Linked DNA regions of Mus musculus: regions 2, 3, 4 and 5 are each linked to region 1. A link is a contact called in public ChIA-PET, Hi-C and HiChIP or PLAC-seq data. All regions are on one chromosome and are shown on one strand. Each heading gives the region's core, a stretch centred on a gene start, on an enhancer-like site or on the middle of the called end of the contact. The rest is flanking DNA. Distances are from core to core; before and after follow the strand shown. Region 1 overlaps Gm40777 (a long non-coding RNA gene). Region 2 has its middle 20 kb from the start of Ifng. Region 3 holds the start of Cand1 (cullin associated and neddylation disassociated 1). Region 4 holds the start of Ifngas1 (Ifng antisense RNA 1). Region 5 has its middle 43 kb from the start of Ifngas1.

The links. Hi-C and Micro-C count contacts between places; a contact is called where the count stands out from the background. ChIA-PET counts read pairs in DNA pulled down with a chosen protein or histone mark. HiChIP or PLAC-seq counts read pairs in DNA pulled down with a chosen protein or histone mark.
Region 2: an H3K27ac HiChIP or PLAC-seq map of thymic regulatory T cells shows a contact between it and region 1, with 2.5 times the contacts expected there. The contact joins two enhancer-like sites. A contact is called at or near these places in 1 of 484 Hi-C or Micro-C datasets (spermatogonial stem cells) and 1 of 115 datasets of contacts at active chromatin or transcription factors (thymic regulatory T cells).
Region 3: an H3K4me3 HiChIP or PLAC-seq map of bone marrow-derived macrophages shows a contact between it and region 1, with 3 times the contacts expected there. The contact joins the promoter of Cand1 here to the enhancer-like site in region 1. A contact is called at or near these places in 17 of 484 Hi-C or Micro-C datasets (the Ba/F3 cell line, the G1E-ER4 cell line, the HL-1 cell line and 13 more), 4 of 115 datasets of contacts at active chromatin or transcription factors (bone marrow-derived dendritic cells, bone marrow-derived macrophages, embryonic midbrain and 1 more) and 1 of 9 other capture datasets (liver).
Region 4: a contact with region 1 is called in an RNA polymerase II ChIA-PET map of effector CD8 T cells, with 6 read pairs. The contact joins the promoter of Ifngas1 here to the enhancer-like site in region 1. A contact is called at or near these places in 1 of 39 promoter capture datasets (stem cell-derived epiblast-like cells), 5 of 115 datasets of contacts at active chromatin or transcription factors (craniofacial prominence, effector CD8 T cells, embryonic midbrain and 2 more) and 1 of 9 other capture datasets (embryonic stem cells).
Region 5: a Hi-C map of granulocyte-monocyte progenitors shows a contact between it and region 1, with 2.8 times the contacts expected there. The contact joins two enhancer-like sites. A contact is called at or near these places in 13 of 484 Hi-C or Micro-C datasets (the AML12 cell line, CD8 T cells, bone marrow-derived macrophages and 8 more), 14 of 115 datasets of contacts at active chromatin or transcription factors (T-cell acute lymphoblastic leukemia, bone marrow-derived macrophages, craniofacial prominence and 11 more) and 3 of 9 other capture datasets (bone marrow-derived macrophages, embryonic stem cells and liver).

Annotation. Positions count from the first base shown.
Region 1 is chr10:118,881,398-118,884,075 of GRCm38.p6, forward strand. It overlaps Gm40777 (a long non-coding RNA gene), which reads left to right. Exons shown (of 3, transcript XR_872090.1): 3 at 1-944. It also overlaps a transcript of Dyrk2 not described here and the pseudogene Gm26976. Among named protein-coding and RNA genes, the nearest start is that of Gm40777, 11 kb to the left of the region's middle. Within about 2 kb of position 1,309, at least 117 of the 459 cell types and tissues checked have an H3K27ac peak or open chromatin away from gene starts, as enhancers often do. A contact at or near this core is called in the Ba/F3 cell line, CD8 T cells, LSK cells and 10 more, where this site is marked.
Region 2 is chr10:118,460,160-118,462,837 of GRCm38.p6, forward strand. No RefSeq gene overlaps it. Among named protein-coding and RNA genes, the nearest start is that of Ifng, 20 kb to the left of the region's middle. Within about 2 kb of position 1,317, at least 20 of the 459 cell types and tissues checked have an H3K27ac peak or open chromatin away from gene starts, as enhancers often do. A contact at or near this core is called in thymic regulatory T cells, where this site is marked.
Region 3 is chr10:119,238,747-119,241,424 of GRCm38.p6, forward strand. Cand1 (cullin associated and neddylation disassociated 1) reads right to left here and starts at 1,309. Exons shown (of 15, transcript NM_027994.1): 1 at 895-1,309. The coding sequence starts at 962.
Region 4 is chr10:118,555,200-118,557,877 of GRCm38.p6, forward strand. Ifngas1 (Ifng antisense RNA 1) reads right to left here and starts at 1,326. Exons shown (of 5, transcript NR_104123.1): 1 at 1,253-1,326.
Region 5 is chr10:118,598,501-118,601,178 of GRCm38.p6, forward strand. No RefSeq gene overlaps it. Among named protein-coding and RNA genes, the nearest start is that of Ifngas1, 43 kb to the left of the region's middle. Within about 2 kb of position 1,336, at least 46 of the 459 cell types and tissues checked have an H3K27ac peak or open chromatin away from gene starts, as enhancers often do. A contact at or near this core is called in CD8 T cells, bone marrow-derived macrophages, granulocyte-monocyte progenitors and 1 more, where this site is marked.

The sequences.
Region 1 (2,678 bases), core at 59-2,558:
CGACCCCCAAGAGTTCTCCGGAAGATGGAATTCTTCCCAATTTTGTGTGTGTGTGTGTGTGTGTGTTTTCCTGTGATAAAACATCTTGATAAAAGCAACTTAGGGGCTAAGGAATTTAGTTGGTTCACAGTTCATTTATAGTTTATTCTTGTGGGGAAGTCAGGACACCTGAGGCATATATTACATCCATAGTCAAGACCACAGAGCAAGGAGTTTACGAATGCACCAGAGTGCTCAGCTTGCTCTCTCCATGCTCACAGAGTCCACCATTTCCTGTCTAGAGGACTGTCCCACTGGGATCAATCTATGCAGAATAATCCCTCACAGACACGTGCATAACTAACCTAGTCTAGACAATCCACATTAGGACTTCTTAGATTACACCTAGATTGTATTGAGTTGACAATGAGCGCTAGTTCCTCTAGGGTCATGAACTAGGTTCCAGCCACCTATTGGGAAGGAAAAAGGTAATGTGCCCCACAAAGTCTACTCCATCATCTTGGGTTCCTTTCTTTCAGTGAAGATTTCCAGAAAAAAAGGGGGGATGAAAAAATGACTTACTGGGGGAAATATGAAAAACACCCAGGATCATAATAAAAATCCTTTCCACCATGGGTTGAATCCAGTCAGAGCCTGTCCTTTTTCTTCCACCTCTTGCGATTTCTGAAACATCGTTTGAAGAAACATTTCATGACGGTCTTTCAAAATGTCAACCTATTTTGGAGTCGGCAAAGCCGACTTTCCTTTGTTCCGTGTTGTTAACGCAGAGCTATAATCTGAGAAGTTTTTACACAGAAACAATAAGAAAGCTGACAACTTTCATTTTAAGAAATCTTGAAAAGGTGGGGAATTATGTATATTGTATTATTAGTATGCTTTTACTCCTGTATATGTGAATATTAGCACTTCATACGTAAATAGAAACTTCAGGTCATAAGTAAAATGCACGGTCTCTCCTATGCAGGAAAAAAGGTCGTCAAAGCCATGAGGGGATTTAAAAGATCCACTCAGTCAATAATTAAAACAGTTTGCGTGTAGCTGGCAAATTTAGAAAGTGAAAGTTAAAAGCCATCAATCAATAGCATTCTGCAGATATGTTTTGTTTGGCTTTTACATGGGACTTTTTGAAAATGTGAACGCGAGTCCAGCCTTTTAAAATTAGACTTCATGTAAATACACATGTTTCTGGTTGTTCTAGAAACAACACAAAATCAGACTGCATTAGCCTTCCTTCCATCTTTCACAATAGTGGCATACAAGCCTTCCTATCCCCACCTCCACCCTGGGCCCTGCAGAATACCACAGCCCCTACCACTTCCTGTTATTGTACGTGCGCCTTTGCTTTTGGTGGTACCTACTTCTACAGCATGCCGGTAACCTCTACATGAGTTTTTTAATTAATGGAATTTCCTCACCACTGCCTTTCCACAGATAGGAACGCATCTCCCCGCTCCCCGCTCTTTCCTTTCTTTGTTTATTTGGGTATTTATTTACACCGAGACTGCTCAGACTGGTCTTGTTTATAAATAAAAATCTGGAACAAGAAGTATCGTTTTGCCTCGCAGTTAGTTGTGGAGACTCTGAAATCATGGCTTGTTTGAGATCTACCTGAGGTGACCTGGCGTAGCCACTGCAGACAGCTCTATGGGGATTCATCATATACTGTAAAAGCATACATTGTTTCCTTACAGTTACCATCTTGCTTTGTCTGGAAGTTGTTAAGGTCTTGAAGTTTCTGTAGACATTCACGAGCACGTTTTGAATAGGGCAGAAATCCCCATGTCTCCCTACTGTGGAAGGGCCCAGGGGAAGAATACATTTAGGACACCGATGACTCTTGAAATAGCCTGCTTATTCAGTAGTGCTGCATACTAGTTTGTATCTGAACATATCGTGGCCAGCATTAAATGCCAGACTTCTACCCTTCCAAAGTATTTCCCCTAATGTGCTTCCTGTCTCGGCGTAGGGAACTTCCGGTGTTCCGGTCAGCCAGGCCGTGTGCCTTGAAGCAGTTCAGCTAGTTTTATTTGTCAACTTTTATCACAACCTAGAATCATCTTGAAAAAGGGAAGCTCAACCGAGGAATTCCCAGATTTCAGTGGCCTGGGACCGTGTCTGTGACAGGTTGTCTTGGTTGTGGTTCATGAGGGAAAATCCAGGCTGCCATGCATCTAGGCTATATAGGGAAGTTAGCGAAGCGTGAGCCGGAGACAACTGTTTCTGCCTCAGTTACTGCTCGGGATCCTGTTGTCACTTCCTTCAGAGATGACCCATGACCTGGAAGTGTAAGCCAAATAAAACCCTTTCCTCCCCAGGTTACTTCCGGCCAGACTGTTTTATCGCAGCCACGGGAAATTGAGTAGAATGTGGTTGTTTATTCTCCTCTTGCTCTTATCCGTCCATCCCATCATCTACAAAACCTAATAACCTCACACTAAAAGAATTCTACCAACCACTCACTTCTCTTTATGGCTAATATCGCCATAATTAAAGGCAACGCTACAGCTCAACCGCATCATGAGAAATATCTTCTTACGTAGTCTCCATTGCTCCTTTTATTCCCAACATGGCTACCATGAGGATCCCTTCCAGATGACCTTTCAGGTGTTCCCTTCAGATGTCCCTTTTGGACAAACCTGTTGCACCACTTCTCAAAATCTAATGCCTCTTCAGTAGCC
Region 2 (2,678 bases), core at 67-2,566, 420 kb before region 1:
GGCTGATTCCAGGGCATAGCTGTGAGAAGTATGGCTTTGAGTTGTTGTTTCTGAAGAGGAGAGAGTGAGCTGAGAGAGAAAAAGTTCTGTCTTTAAGAGATTTGTTTTTCTCCCTGACAAGTAGCTTAAAGGTCACATGCCGACTAGTATAGGAATGTTCTTAACCACACAAGTTTCAGTTAAAAATCAAAATCAAATGCTGCTAAGGAAACCAGTTTTTATTTTGAACATCAGATCGGCAAATAAAGAAAATTGTAACACCATGGGAGTGAGCGCCTAGAAGTTCAGTGCTCTGGTAGGCAGTGCCAGCCAAACCACAGACTGGATTTTCTATGCTAAAGTGTGGAAACATTTATTTTCATCTCTTTTTTTCCTTATCTCAGAGATGAGACCAGAATGGCATTGTCAAGGCCTGATTCACACCCAACTTCCCAAACTGCTGCATCTCAAATGTCAAACCATGAAGATATTTGGTTTAGGCAGTATCTTGATTGCAGGTCTGTCTAGAAAAGAAAAAAATTTCCTAGCTGTTTTGATCAAAGCTAGATATTTGATTTCTGCTTCTTCTTGGGGGAAAGTTGGCGAGAAACAGGGAGGCTGAAGAGACGATTAGAGAGCTGTCGCATCAGAAGTGAAAAGAGATGTTTCTAGAATGATCAGAGGGTTGGCGGATGCAGGTCAGCAAGGGATTCAGAACCCAACCAGGAGTCAGCATCAGAACCTATTTTAGGTTTCTCTCTCTCTTTCTCTCTCTCTCTCTCTCTCTCTCTCTCTCTCTCTCTCTCTCTCTCTCTCTCGTGTATGTGTGTGTGTGTGTGTGTGTGTGTGTGCATGCTTACTGTGGAAAGCCTAGGCATGGTAATGAATCTTTCAAGGTAGCTCCACGAAGGGATTGGTGTTGCTACTTTCCTTTTACAAGTGAGGAGAGTGAAGCCCAGGACCACTCAGCTAGTAAGCAGCAGACACAAGAATCAAATCCAGATACTTAAGCCCAGAAGCCACACCCTTCTTCAATACACATCTGCTGAAAGAAAAGGAAGCCAGTCAGGAGTGGGGAGGAATCGGACACCTGCTGGGCACTTATGTCCGGGCAGTGAATCTCAAAAAAGAATAAGTGCCTCTCACACGGATCGATGAAATTGAACAGAGGACCCAGATGTTTGGGTCATATACCTACAGACACCTGCTTTTCTACAAAGAAGCCAAAAAGCAACAGTTCAGGAACTCTTCATATGCAGCAATCCTGTATTCTTCAATGGAGTGTCACAGGGTGAGGTGTGGGTGGAGTGGGGGAGGGCTTGGAGTGAGGGTGGGGCAGGGCTTAGGTCAACCACACCCCAGGGTAAGCCCCATGCCCAGGAGCAGTCTGTCAACATGAATGAACTCGGTGGTATTTTTGTGTAGTTTCTGTTTTGTTTTCTTTTTTACCCCCTTATTAGTCTTTTTTGTTTCTATGACGTTTTTTGTTTCTTGAATGAGGGGAGAGAGAGAGAGAGAGAGAGAGAGAGAGAGTTGAGTGGATAGGGTGGTAGAGAGGATCTGGGAGGAGTTGTGAGAAGAAAAAACATGATCAAAGTACATTGTAAGAGAAACATATTTAAAAAAATAAAAAAAGAAATAGGTCTCCTTTGCATGGCAAAGGCAGGGGATATAACAGAATTGGTGTGCAAAAACCGGGGCAAGGGCAGGGCCTGCAGTCCTTTGTTCTGCTGGGCTGCAGCTTCCACACACCCCTCCATTTCTCCTTTCACTCATGGAAGAGCATGTCTCAGTCAGGGCTGCCTTCTGTTCTCCCATTATCCATGGTTATTTTGTGTTCCTGCAGCTTCTGAAGTGAGGAGAGGAAGTCCTTGGTTAGTTGTTGTAACAGCCACTCTGTAACAGGGAAATGTGTGGTTCCCAAGAGAAGCGATGGCTACGTCGAGAGCTCAGCTCTCAGGTCTGATCAGAGAGAATCTCAAAGGAAAGTCGGTGCTGGAAGGAAAAAAGAGACTAGGTTAAAATTTCAAAGTACAAGTCCTATGTTCTATCCCATAACCTTTTAAAATTAACTAATTAATCAATTAATTTTATTATTAAATTCCATTTAAAAATCAGTTAACTAATTTTGGTGGATCTCCTTTTTTTCCCTCCTCTACCTGTCCTGGAACTCAGCTCTTTCTCTGTTTACATGATGGTTCATTTAGGCCTGTTCTTTTGTGACTAAGAACCTGGAGCTGAGTGTATTCTCTTTGCTTCTCCTTGTCAGTTGGAAGGTAACTGATGAACTGATATTACATGGGGAAACAGACTGGATGCAGAACTTGGAGTAACTTATCCTAAGAATGTTGATGCCTTCAAAGAACAGTCTTTAAGTTCAGAAGACTTGATTTTGAAATAACCAAGTTTTAAAGGAGAAACTTCAGGGTGTTTGGGGTTATCCAATGTTTATAGAGCATTAGAGATGAGCCAGGCAATCTGCAAAGGCAACGCTGAAGTGTAAACTACTGTTTTCTTTGGAAAGTCAGTTATGTCAAACGATGTTTTGCTGGGGCACACAGATGAAGGGATGTTTTACTAAGGCAGACATCTGAAAGAATGTTTTGCTGAAGCAGACACAGATGGAAGGATGTTTTGCCATAGCAGACATGTGAAAAGACTCATAATGAAGGAATATAGATAAATACGACCCCACCGAC
Region 3 (2,678 bases), core at 59-2,558, 360 kb after region 1:
GTATCAAAAAAATAGCCTTTTTTCTTTTGACAGAGGGCTTATTTGTGAAGGATTAGGCGTGGTGTGTGTGTTAACAATCAGTGTAGCATGAAAAAAACAGACGAGGCGACTGTGTGAAAATATAACACCTTCGATATGCACGGGACTAAGAACCAATGGTCCAGGTCTTGCAGAACACAACTCTATGATTAAGCTTCATGGCTCACCAGCCTCTCTTTTCAAGATTGGTTTGCTTGGCAATCCAGCCCTCTGGCCATGACTCTGTATAGGGATGTGAGACCGAAACCCCAAGATCCTGCGTGGCTTTCACTCGGCCGGAGAAAAGTGACAGGGATGCTGGCGGGAAAACCCTGCAGGCCAAGTTTCCCCCCCACCAAGCCGGGCTCCCCTCCCCCTTCTGGCCACCTTCGCCAAAGAGAAGGATCCAAAGAGAAAGTATACAATCCAATCAGCGAAGGCCTCGGAGAAAGTTGATCGTGGCACCCATTTCCCATCCGCGGGAAAAAGCCAGGCGGCGGCTGAGTGGCTGGAGAGCGGCAGCTTGTCCCCCAGCGCCGGGATGGCCTGGCGCCTCGGGAGGGCCGGGGACTAGGCCCGGCCACCCGCCCGCCCGGGAAAAACTCCTTCCCTCCCGCGCAGCCCGTGCCTTCGGGCCCGGGCGCTACCTGGGACGCGTCCCTGGGGGTGGACAAAGGATGCGCCAGGGACGCCGGGACGCGGACCAGCCCCGGGCGGCCAGAGCGGACAACGGCCTAGCGGGGAGATGGGGGAGGGGGTGGCTGGAGACCCGCCGGACCGAGGGGTGGGGCAGGGCCTGTCGCGAGGCCCGGGCGGCGGCCGCCCTCCACCTCTCCCCCACCCCGAGGTGGGGCGAGGGTCGGATTTCAGCCTCACCTGAAGTCCTTGTCGCTGGATGTCATTTTCTCCAGCAAGTTGGAGATGTGGTACGAAGCGCTCGCCATGTTGCCGGCCTCGATCCCGCCTGCTGGCTCAGTGGCTGCTGGGCCCCGCGGCCGGGGCTCCTCCTCTCCTTGGCGGCGGCGCCCGCTTCCAGGGTCGCACCGCGACGCGGACTGGGGAAGGCGCTCCGACGCGACGTCCAGTCCCCGGCCAGACGGGGATGGGGAGGGGAATGGCTGCCCCGGGGGGGAGGTAGGGGAGGCCGAGAGTGAGTGACGGGGACGGCCTAACGACGGCGCTGCTCGCGGGGCGCCGAGCTCATGGGCGGCGGGACGGACGGCTTGGGCCTCGCCGGGAAGCCAGACACTTGCGTTCGGGCCGCCTCGCTCCCACTCCCTCCGCACTCGCTCCCTAGGGCAAGAGGCCAAAGCCCGCCTCCTTCGCTAGGAGGGCGGGGGCGGCCGACGCAGGGCGCTGCGGGGAGGCGGGGTCGGAGGTCACCGGGGCTGCCCGGCGCACTCTGCGCAGTCGCGGTTTACAGGGACGCTCCCGTTGGCCCGGCCGGCTGTCTGTCTTCGCACGGGCCGCCTTTCGGGCGGAATGGCAACGCCTCGAGGGGCTCTTCTCGCGAGACCTTAAAGCGACGGTTAAAGGACGGGCAGTGAGCGTCCAAGGCCGGAGTTCTGCAAACGCTCCTTGCTCCTCCCTGCGACATTAAGAAGGAAGGTCTATGCGTTTGAAAGCGCGTGGGGCTTGTGGGTGATGATGCTAAGAGCTGGCCTGGAGGCCAAGGGGTGCAATGGAAAAATGAGCTCTCTTTCCGAACGGTACGCGTGGCCGAAACTGTCCCCTAACAACCATGCTGTATGGTTGCCACGTGAGAACTACGACTCCCACAATTCAATTGGGGACACACGAAGGACGTGATTGGCTCTTTGAACCTGGAGTTTCTTTATTGGTTCCCGTGGTCGGAGAGAATGCTGGGATTTGCAGGCAGGCAACGCGGGTTATGCTAAATAAAATCTTTCCATCGGCGTGTGCTGTTTCTAAAGTGTCTGTTTCCCTGAAAACATCGCCCACTCCCACCCCCACCCCCGTCCTCATGTTGTTTTGGGCAAGCGCCTTGCAAAATTCAGTGTTTTGGTAGGGGCCTAGTCGAACCTTAGTACTAATCTTTGCTCCGCTAAAAGGCCTCAGGGCCACAGTTTGGACGTAATCCTTTTATTCATCCCGGAGCCACTTTTTTTCTGTTCCATTTAGGTCCTAGTAAGGATTCTCTCCCAATGCCAAACATGGATGGTGCACGCCTCTAATCCCTGATCAGTAGAGGCAAGTGTAGGAGAGCCTTGTGGGTCTCAAGTATAAAAGCTAGCTTGGTCTCTAAATCGAATCCTAGGCCAGTTAGGGGTATCTAGTGCAAACCTGTCGCAAATAGGGGAGGTGGTGGGGAAGTATCATTGCAGATTGTGCTCTGAGCCTACATCTTTCAATAGTCGGCTTCTGTGCACTTAGTTATGAAATCTAAGTTTTCCTATGTGCTCGGATACACCAACACAACCACCAGAGATCAGAGGTGACATGTACAACTGTTTGTTTACTCTCCAAGTTTCCCTAACCGTTCAGTATTTCACAAATAGCCCAAAGAAGAGTTGGAAGGATCAGAGATTTAGGTTTGGTTTGCTTTTCTGAGATAGAGTTTCTCTGGGTAACCCTGGCTGTTTTGGAACTCAATCTGTAGACCAGGCTGATCTCAAACTCAGATCCCCCTGCCTCTGCCC
Region 4 (2,678 bases), core at 76-2,575, 330 kb before region 1:
CTCCCCTGACCCCACACTCCACCCCCATCTCTGCAAAACACAGAAGCTTACCGAAAAGAGGAAAAGAGTCACCTGCTACTTGTTTGTACCATCTTTTATCTTGGGTCTTCCCAAAACCCAAGTATCAATGCATCGACAGATAATCACACAAGCGTGTGTGCAGTTGTGCCACGTGACCAACTGACCAGCCCATGCAAGAGAGGTCAAAGAGGATGAGACACTTATCGTAGAGCGTCTGTGGCTTCAAAATAAATAATTAAAAATCATGAATGCTTTTCACATGCTAAGATGTAAAAAGTTTCTAATCCTCAGCAATGAGAACGAGAAGGCTGAGCCAGGTTTCTAGGTTTGTGACTCTAAGAAAACGAAACCGATCGTTCTTATCCTTCGTCTTTGATTCACTGCTATGGCTGGTCTGGTTAGGGCTTACAGGAGCCATGTCAGACTAATGAATGTCTCAGAGACCTGTTTGAACCCGGAAGACGAAACTTCTCTCGTTTGGCCCCTTCATCAGCCAATCGAAGAAGCCTGCTTTAAGGATATTGATTTGAATTCAATTTCAATTTTCTAAACAAAAAAATTATGTAATTTGCCTTAATTTGCAATATGGATTGGGAAAATGGAACCTACCCAAAACACACAAGAGGCCACTTACTGGAGCTAATCCTATAGTATCACCAGAAACCCTATAGTATCACCAGAAACCCTATAGTATTACCAACTTTCCCTGTTATTTTTTTTGTTGTTGTTGTTATTAAAAAAAATCCGTTGGTTATCCAAGACCTTGAAGGCACCGTTGCTTTAAGGGTATCTCTAACTAAATGCCTTTGCAACCTGAATACAAAGGCCCTACCAAGTCCATTTCCACAAATCTCCTTGGGACCACGTCACTAGAATAATTCCACCAAAGCTTACTGTGGACTCGAGTCCAGCTGGATAGAGGCTTTACGTACTTCTTCTAGCTCATTCTGAAATCTCAGGAAGAGTGTGTGGGCTTGCAGAAACAAACAGGTCTTGAGCAATTCCTTCACCCGAACTGACTTAGACCATTCCTTCCCTTTAGCTTCCTCCCATTTCATTCTAGCCTTCCCTTCTCCTGTCCCTTCCACCTCCTATCAGAAGCACGAAAAACATCACCCACTTGCAGCATCTCCTAATGCCACCCATGGTAACGCTACATTTTAAGGACATGCATTTATTTGTTTTAAAAATGTACTCCGCAAAAGGCCCTCCCAAGGAAAAGCGTCCTCACCCTCCTGATGCCAGTCCAAGTGTTATTTTTCTCTCAGGCTCTTCTCTTCCCGGATGACTATACTTTTGGTTGGTGTGTCTCTGCAAGAATGCTCAAGACCTCTTAAAGAGTCAGAAAAGCTACCTGGGTTTGCAGGCAGCTTCCTGTGGGGGTCACAGCCTGCAGAGTGAACAATGAATTATTGCACAGAAGATGGGCAAGGTGTGTGAAAAAAACAGGAAGCACCTGTCAAAGTGTGACTTTCTTCCTGGCAGCAGAGAGCTCCCTCTGAGGTGGTTCTAGATGCTTCTTGCTGCTTCCACTGTGACCTCTAAGACTGTGAAGTACCCTAGAGAACAAGGAAAGACCTGTGAAGGGAAGGGTTATTTGGACACTTTGATGGAGGGGTGAGAGTGATGGCCGTTCATAGCTTCTCTAGGTTCCTTTTTGCCATAGAGATTCGTTTGTATAGAACTGAAACTGAGTGATCATTGCAATGGGGAAATTTGAACACCTGAGAATTAGAAGTAACATATTTATTATTGCTGGTTCCTATCATAGGGACATGCTTCCATTGATTGATTATTCAGTGAACATATTCTATGTCAAACAGTAAGAGAGAACTTAGGCATTAACAGGGGACAAAACAAACATGTATTCCCGTATCCCGTGTTAGCCTTAAATTTAACTTATAAGGCACCGTGTTTCAGATTTGCGTTTTCACTTTTTAAAAAAAATGTATTTTATTTTTTATCTAGGATGTGTAAGGGAAGGGGTATGTACTTGCTCCTTCAGAGGTCAGAGGTCAGAGGACAACGTGCCGGGTTTGGTTTTCATGCAGGTCCAGGGAGTCAAACCCAGATTATCATCTTGGCAGTAAACACCATCACTCAGAATCATCTTGGCTCTTCACGACTTTGCTTCCTTTCCCGTTTTTAAAAAATCCTTGTATGCATGTATACGATTTAGTAGTGTTCTTAATGGAAACACCACTGAGATCAAGTCCCCTCCTTGAGTTTGAAAGTTGTAAGTTGTTGGAGGTAGCTGGCCAGGCCAGCTTGTGATAGATAGTATGTGCTAGCAACACGTAGACCAAGCAAGACATACCTCTGTTAGCTAATTAGATTAACCAAATCCCTTGACTGGAGACACCTAATTGCTGCCACACTAATGCACATGTGGACATAGAGAAATGGATTAAAGAGTCTCAAAGTCTCAAATTTACCTACCATGTTGGTTTGCATAATGTTGGTAACTGTTTTCATAGTGGGGTAGGGTGGGGTGAGGGGGCGATGTTAGAGACCTTATGAATGGCACAGGTAAATAATGCAGCCCTCGCATGGGTATGGAAGATGATAGACAAGTTCACTGAGCCTTCTATCTCCAAGGACTTCTGTTTCTTCATTTAGAAATGTAAAACTGAGTGAAGCAATCCTACCCATCCTTT
Region 5 (2,678 bases), core at 86-2,585, 280 kb before region 1:
CACACACACACACACACACACACACATACACACACACACACACACACACACACAGAGGAGGGCACACATACACACACATACATATAGACACCCACCCTGTGCACACACACATACCACCCCTACACACACACACACACACACACACTGTATGACTTGGTGTGGGGGCTGTGTGAGCTGTCTTTATCCCCCCTGTTTCCTGAAGCGTGGCCCCCACAGGGGCAGGTACTGCCTGTGAGGTGGGATGCTCACTCCACTGCTCTCACTCTGCTCATTACCTCAGTGATAGGCCCCCGGGGAGATGCTGGCTTCCATCTGCTCTTTAGGAACGTCCTTGTGTAGGAGCGAATTGTGTCCTAACTTGGGTTATTAATTTTTATAGTGAGATCTCAGGGAGGTTATACTGAGTTTACACATGGAAAAGTAGGTAGAAAGTTGAAGGTTTTTCTCCAGTAAAACAGGAACACTCACTACCCCACTATACATACATACATACATATACATACATACATACATACATATATTCACATATGTAGACACACATGCACGCATGTCCAAGTGTGCACACAAATGCACCTATTTTCCCTAGACAACTATATAATGTAGTAAATTACTATAAGTTGTGCTTGTGTGTGTGTGCAAGTATTTGTGCATGTATTTGTGCATGCATGTTCCTATGTGTGTCTATGTGCCTGAGTGCATGTGTTTGAGTCTTTTTCAGGCTTTGCTTCTGAGGATGATGAACACAGAGAATGATGGAGTAAATGAGCCACTCCGGGAGAGTGAGCAATGAATACCTGGGCACGTGCCTGAGATTCAACTGCCACATCTGTACTTGAGTAAAGCCTTGTGGTACACAGTGTTACCTTTATCATCAACATCATCATTGTCATTGTTATCGTCATCATCATACCTTGTATCTCTATATCACCTCTTGCTTGAAAACAGACATTTCAAAAATACACTCAGGCCTTGTCACAGATGTGGGTGGCGAGTGTTATTCTAATCTCTCTCCAGATGAGAAGAGCATAGCCCAATGCCCAGGGAGCTAAAGGAAGCGTTGTAAAACTGAAGCTCAAGCTGACCTGATATAATTTGTTGAAGTGGGTACTGATTTTTTTCCCAGTTTTTTGTTTTTTTTTTACTGAAACATGACCTATGCCCCATAAATTTACATTTTGAATCTGCATATTAGTTATTTTTAATATTTTCGCAAACTTGTGTGCCAAAACCACTATCCAAGAATATTGTTATAATCTCAGAAAGAAACCCCACATACATGTGGGGCCAGTGACCATTTCCTTCCTTTCTCAGCCTCTGGCAACCGCAAATCTACTTTCTGTTTCATTTATTTTTGTCTTTTGCCTGTTACAGAGAGCCGATACAAAAGGCTCCTACATTACCTGACCTTGTGTCTGGATCCTTTAACTTAGCATAGCATTTTCAAGACTCATTCTGACTTATGACCGAGTAAATCCCCTGCCCACCCCCCCCCCCAACCCCCAGTTGTATCGATAGACTGTATTTTGTTTGTTCACGTTTCAGTTGATGGACATTTGGGTTGGATCTACTCGGAGACTATTAAAATAATGCTTCTGTGAATATTTTCTATTTCCTGGAGGGGGGGGATGTCAACAAATGTCTATTCACCCATGATGACAGCTAAAGAAATTGTCCCGTCCGAATCTCACTTAGAAAAATGACAAGCTTATTGGGGACACCGACAGGAACATGGAAGACACAGGCAAAGGTTCCACTGGGAGCTCACTGCACCACGAGACGTTCTGACCCTGAAAAGCTGCATCTTTGGGGTTTCCTTCCTGTGTATGTGTTCAAAACTCCACCCTGCCCTCCTCATCCCATCCTTTTTGACCTACTTGAGTCTGGCCAGCTTTTCTTTCCTCTAAAGGAAGGAGTGTTTCAGTTTGGAGGATATAATGGTGCAACATTAGTGAACACGTTTTCTGTAGACATGTTTTCAGGCTTCTTGGATGTGTATGCAGTTGTGGAATTGCTGAGTGTCAAAGAACTCCAGTCTTTAACATTTTTGAGGAATCGTCAGAGGGCTTTATTTAGAGCAGTGGTTCTTAGCTTGTGAGGCTCAACCCCTTTGAAGGTCGAAGGACGTATTCACAGGGATCACATAAGACTATGGGGACACACGGATGCTTACACTATGCTACATAACAGTAGCAAAGATTACAGTTATGAAATAGCAACAAAAGTGATTTTACGGCTGGGGGTCACCACAACATGAGGAACTGTATTAAAGGGTCGCAGCATTAGGAAGACTGGGAGCCACTGGGTTTGAGCCTGCAGATTTGAATTCCCTCCCATGCTTGTGTAAGTTCTGAGCCTTTGAACCCTCAAGAGCAGCATTTTTTTTATCTACAGTTGTGACAATTACCCATCCTACTCAATGTAATAGTACTGATTGTTAAACAATAGGTGATTTTTAAAATATTGATTTTTTAAAAAATTATTTCAATGTGTGCATGTGCGTATGTGGATCTGTATTTGCGTATGTGAGTGCAGGTGCCTTTAGAGGCTGGAGCGGCTGGATCTCCTGCAGCTGGGGTTACAGATGGTTGTGAGTCACCTGGCTGCTGTGAGCTGAGAATCCCAGGGGGCAGCAAGCGCCTGAACAGGTTAGCCATTTCTCTGGCTCCATTGGATGATCT